Linked DNA regions of Sarcophilus harrisii: region 1 is linked to region 2. Evidence: chromatin contacts called from public Hi-C data. All regions are on one chromosome and are shown on one strand. The core of a region is the stretch at or near the end of the contact, and the rest is flanking DNA. Distances in the headings are between cores, read along the strand shown. Region 1 holds the start of LOC100925452 (zinc finger protein 736). Region 2 holds the start of IFT22 (intraflagellar transport protein 22 homolog).

The links. Hi-C and Micro-C count contacts between places; a contact is called where the count stands out from the background.
Region 1: a Hi-C map of heart shows a contact between it and region 2, with 7 times the contacts expected there. The contact joins the promoter of LOC100925452 here to the promoter of IFT22 in region 2. A contact is called at or near these places in 2 of 3 Hi-C or Micro-C datasets (fibroblasts and heart).

The regions. Positions count from the first base shown.
Region 1 is chr4:452,168,616-452,171,315 of mSarHar1.11, forward strand. It overlaps LOC100925452 (zinc finger protein 736), which reads right to left and starts at 1,381. Exons shown (of 5, transcript XM_031968035.1): 1 at 1,195-1,381.
Region 2 is chr4:451,931,357-451,934,291 of mSarHar1.11, forward strand. It overlaps IFT22 (intraflagellar transport protein 22 homolog), which reads right to left and starts at 1,372. Exons shown (of 5, transcript XM_031968039.1): 1 at 1,203-1,372; 2 at 1-53. COL26A1 (collagen alpha-1(XXVI) chain) reads left to right here and starts at 1,751. Exons shown (of 14, transcript XM_031968034.1): 1 at 1,751-2,448.

The DNA.
Region 1 (2,700 bases), core at 131-2,630, 240 kb after region 2:
TCAATGGAACTGACCTCCTAGTTCCTTGAAAGAAGACTGTCCTTTTCCTCTTTTTTTGTCTCTAATATTCAGCATAGCGCTGGGCATATAGTAAGCACTTAATATTTACTGATTCTCTCCAGTATAGACAATAATGTCTTCCCTTCTCCTTTTTGCATAAGCAAACATAAGGCTCCTTATTTCTTCCCTGACATATAACAGACGTTTTCTTCTTCGGACGCACATAACTAGCTAGATTTCCAAAGAGGTTTCTATGTGTGTGTGTGTGTACATATATATAATAGGGGGCTTTTCTCTCGCAAAAACAAAGAGGGCTCTTCCCCACTGAGTCCTTCTCTGATGCATTCTCTGACTCCTACCCACATGCTCGCTCTCTCGCGCTCCCTTTTTTCTCCTCTCTTTCCTCCCTTCCTCTCCAACCTTTCCCTTTCCTCTCATCTCAGAATTCGGTTAACGAAGGTGGTGAAGCACCAGTTAGAAGTTAATATAAACATTTAACTTCACAGAAACCGTGACATGAACCCTTGCTCTTCCTTCATTTTGCAGATGAGGAAACCAAGGCTCGGAGAGAGTTCAGTGAGCTGGGAGCACAGGTTTGGCCTCTGTAACGTCATGGTGCGAGAAGGAACCGTCCCTAGGCTGCCCCAGGGGCCCCAGAGGCGCCGGACACAGACACGGGGTTGAGCCTGCTTCCCGTTCTGGGGCGGGAAGAGCCGGGGCGCATGCGCGCCCGCGCCCTCATTCACGCAAAAGGAAACTGAGGCCCGGGAAGCCACTTGGCCCCGGTCACACCCACCCACCCACGCAGGGGCCCTTCCTTGCTGCCCGATTCTCCAACCCGAAGTGGGGTCGGCATTTTCTCACCTCTGCGCCCACCCAGACCCCCTTCCCCGGGCATCCCACGCGCCTGCGCGGAGCTCAGTCGCTCCGACTACTCTCCAGAGCCCTCAAACATCCCCCTCCCGCGGGTAGGTCGCCGTGCGCCTGCGCACATGGAGGTCCGCAGCAGTCAGACCCGGAGGTGTCCCCAACCCCTCCCCGCGCCTGCGTAGAGAGGGCCAGCTCCCAGAGCGAGCTTCCCACCAACCATAACACGAGCCAGCCGGCTGACTCCGCCTCCGGCCCGCCCCCATCGACATCATAGCCACTCTCCACGCAAAACAAACAAATAAACAAGTAAACAAACAAACAAACCCTCTCCGGGACTGCGGCAGCCGCCGCCCTGGTCGAACGCTACCCGCTGCCTCGGTCCGATCGAGCCACGGAATCCGTCAGGAGCGAGGTGGCCAGCGGAGAGTGGTCCGGGCTAGAGATGGCGGCGCGCCTGCGCGGGCACCCCCCCCAGAAGCCCCTCCTTTAGACAACCTCAGAGCCCGAGAACTACAATTCCCAGAAGTCTTCGGGCCTCCATGCTTCCGCTTTACCACGAGGCCGTCCAAGAGGAGGGGCCAGGAGGCACCAGTCAGGAGGCGCGTAGCCAAAGGGGCGGGGTCTCATGCCCAGGACACGCCTTATGGTCCAGGTCTCCCTGGAGAGAGCCCCAGAGACTGGTCTCTTGCCTGTCAGCTTCAGTTTCCTCATCTGTAAAATGAGAATAATAACACCTATTCCTCGAGATTGTTGGGAGGATCCAGTGAGACATCTGAAAAGCGCTCCGCAAACCATTTTTATTTCTAAAGTGAGACAATGTTTTGGAAGTACTCGGCCCCATAGCCGACGCATCGTAGGCTCTGAAAGGGTGTTTGATGGTGGAGGCCATGGGGAGCCACGGGAGTTTATGGAGGGGAGGTTATTTGGGAGATGAGCCCACGCAATTCAAAGCGAATCCCAGAAAACATTTAAAGAACAGTTAATCCCTATATAAACTATTTGAAAAAATAGTTAAAGTCCTTCCAAATTTCTTTCATGACACAAATATAGTTTTGATACTTATCCCAAAGAGAGTGAAAATAGAAAAAGAAAAAATGTCTCTACTGAATATTAATGCAAAAATTTTAAAATAAAATACTAGCAAGGAGATTACAGCAAGATATATCACAGAAGGTACATTATGATCAGATGGAATTTGTACCAATTATGCAGTTAGTTCAATATTAGGAAAACTATTAGCATAATTGAGCACATCAATAACAAAATCAATAGAAATCATATGATTATCACAAAATGTGCAGAAAAAGAATTTGAGAAAATATCACACTTATTTCTTTTTAAAAACACTAGAATCGGGACAACTAAGTGGTACAGTGGATAGAGCACCAGCCCTGAAGTCAAGAAGACCTGAGTTCAAATCTGGCCTCAGACACTTAATGCTTCCTAGCTGCATGACTTTGGGCAAGTCACTTGATCCCAATTGCCTCAGCAAAAAAAACAAAAACAAAAACACTAGAAAGCATAGTTATTAATGGAGGTTTCTTAAAATGATAAGTATCTAGAATCAAAAGCAACCATTATTTGTAATAGAGACAAAGTTAAAGCCCAGTAAGATCAGAGGTAAAGCAAGGATGTCCATTAATGTCACTTTCATTCAATATCATCTTGGAAATCCTGGCTATAGCAATATTACAAGAAAAAGAAATTAAAGGAATAAAAAAGGAAACAAAACTATCACTCTTTGCAGATGGTATAAGAGTATAGTTAGAAAACCCTATGGAATAAATTTAAAAACTGGTTGAAACAATCTCAGTGAAGTTGTAGAAAATA
Region 2 (2,935 bases), core at 122-2,621:
CCAGGACAGTTTTGCCGCTCTGTGCAGAGTGATAGCATTTTTATTTTGTTCCACTAAAGGTTGGGTTCACAGAGTCACAGGGATTGAAATCAGAAAGACCCTTCACTGACATGCAGTACAACAACACATTCCCCAAAAGACACCCCCATTGCAGCGGGCCAAGGCACTTCACTGGGTCTGTCTCAACAGTAATTACAACTGGGCTAACTGGCTTCTGTGGTTCCCCTCATGACCCCACAGCCGAGTTCTCTCGGCTCCTGGCAGGATCAGTGCCCGTCCGCATAAAACCTGAGGCTCTGGCCATGGGACCTTGATTCCAGCAGCAGGAAGGAGGACGTCAGACTCGCGGATGCTCCGAGTCCCCGCTGGTGTGACTTTGGGCAGGGCGTCTGTTTCGCCTCCCTGGGTCTCAGTTTATTTGTGAAATAAGAGGGTCAGTCTAAGGGTTCTAGTGCCCTGAGATCTGTAATCCCTATGATTTTTATCAAGTGACTCCATCCCTGGATCCCGAGGTAACGCATTTGCAAAATTTGAGGCTGATCCTCTAAGGCTGGGGCTTCACCTTTTTGGGGTGGAATTTTATAATTTGGAAAGAAATTAATTCCCAAACACATGTTTTAAAAAGCTTCCTGCCCCGATCAGGGGTCCTTGTTCTGAAGGCTCTTGGTCTGTCTCTGGCCGCGGGGGGCTCAGTTGCTCCCACACTCCGACAGAACGCAAGCCCCCTGAAGGCAACGTCTGTTTCCGCCTCTCTGGGCCCAAGCCCAGCTCAGCACAGAATTTAGCCCCAGAGGAAGTGCGAGGGGACTGGGCTAGACATTCAAGGGGGGCGGGGCCTTTCGGCAGCAAACCTACCATTCCTCTGACTGCAAGCCCCTCACCCTCTCCAAGCCTCAGTTTCCACGTTTGCCGAAAGAGGGGATTCGACGGCAAGGATTCAGGCTCTAGCTCCGCGATCTAAGTCGCGCCCCTCCCCGGGTCTCAGTTTCTCCGTCGGTCGAGGGGGTGGGCACCCCGCCCCTCCCCCACAGCCCTCCCCCACCCCTAACCCGGGAGCACCGCCCCAGGGTAGGGCGGAGGACTCGAGTCGGGTCCGCCCTCGCCCTCACTTCCGCCCCTGTTCCCAGAGGAAGACGCCGAGGTTCGGGGGCGGCCACACGGCCCGCAGGCCGCCCCCCTCACCCCCCGCCCGCCGCGCCCACCTCACAAGGCCCCACGAACAGGATCTTGGCCTTAAGCATGGCGCCGGCCCTGTTCGCCCGGGCATCTCCCGCCGCCAGGCCTGGGCCCCAGCCCGCAGGCGCCGCCGTTGCCAGGACTCCGAGATCCGCGTGGGGCGTGGCCTAGAAGAAAGTTCTCGCTGATTTGCTACCCTTGTGTTTCCATGGTGACAAGGGCGGGGCAGGCAGGCGCGCTCGCTGCGCAGCCGCAGTTTCTCAGGGAGCGCGCGCGGGGGGTGCGCACGGCGGCGGCGGCGACGAGACTGGCGACGGTTTAACTGCTCCGGGTTCCCTAGTTCCCTGAACCTACCTTGACCTCGCACTCACTCCGTATAGCGCCCCCCATCGTCTCATCTTACAGATAGGGAAACAGGCTCAGGAAGGGGCGTGGCTTTTTAGGCACAGGCCACAGATTCCCTGATCAGAGCTGGAAGGCGTTGCAGGGATTCCCCCTCCCCCCTTCCCTCCTCCCCTCCCCCCTCCGCTTTTACAATTGGAGAAACTGAGGCCCAGAGAGGGGAAGTGACCCCGTCAGGGTCAAACGGCAGCCCCTCGTTAATGCCTTCCTCTGCCATCCGGCCTGGCCAGGTCCTGGGGGGGCTGGGGGGGGCTGGCCCCTCCCCCATTGGCTTAGACCCCCGAGTCAGATTATCCGGGACCCGAACCTCGGAAACCGGAATATTTATTTGTTCGTTCCGAAGGTCTCGGTGCCGTCTAAAGTGACGAGGATAAAAAAGCCCCTCCCCCTCCCCCCCATAAAGGCTTGTTTTAATTCTGGAAATAGGAGTTTTTGCGACCACCCTAGGAAGCCTGGGATAGCGCCGGGGGGAGGGGCTGAGCTGTCCCACTTCAAAGCCCCTTTCTACCTTCTGAGTCAAAGCAGGCATGGCACAGTTCTGTCAGAAGGGGGAGCAAGAGCGCGCTATAAATTACTTTATTCTTCAGTTTTGGGGTTTTCCCCCTTGTCTCTTCATCCTCTAGTCCGAGCTTCTATCACCCCACGCCTAATTTTTTTTCATTTAAGCCTTTGCTAAAATACTTGGGTTGATGGAGAATCCACTACCTCCGATTTTGGATGACGATCCAAACTTTCTAATAATATGACTTTCATTATCGGCAAGTTCTTCCTTAAATGAACTCTACACTTGTCTCCTCACACCGTCCTTAGCTTTACCTGCCTGAATAAAGCAGCTATCGTCTCCCATGTGATTATTTTTCAGATATTCAGGTAAAGGTTAAGGTCATTTAATTCTTTTCTAAACCAAGAATTTTTTTTTTTTTTTTTTTACTGATTTTTTAAAATTTTAATTCGACAAAGGAGAAGCTTGATAACATCCCCACCCACCGGCCAGCAGGGGAAGAGAAGAGGGCATTTTGCTTTCCATGGTGCCATGCTTGGCCAAGTACAGGGCTTGACTTCCTGGCAGGAAATATCAGGTTCACTCATGGGTTGGTAGATCTGTTTGGCAGGGTTAGAGACTTGGTACTGTTTGCAGTCAACCATAAAGTTACTATAAAACTTTTTTAAGTAACTTATGGTTGTTGCGCATCAAACTACATTTCCTGTTTTTATGCCTTTGGACTGATTGTCCTCCAAGCCTAGAATGCTCTCCCTTCTCACCCTTAGATTCTCCATCTTCTTCAAGATTCAGCTTAAATCTCGCCTTCGGGAGGCCTGTTCGGGCCTTACTTCCAACTAGGTACATACCTAGCTC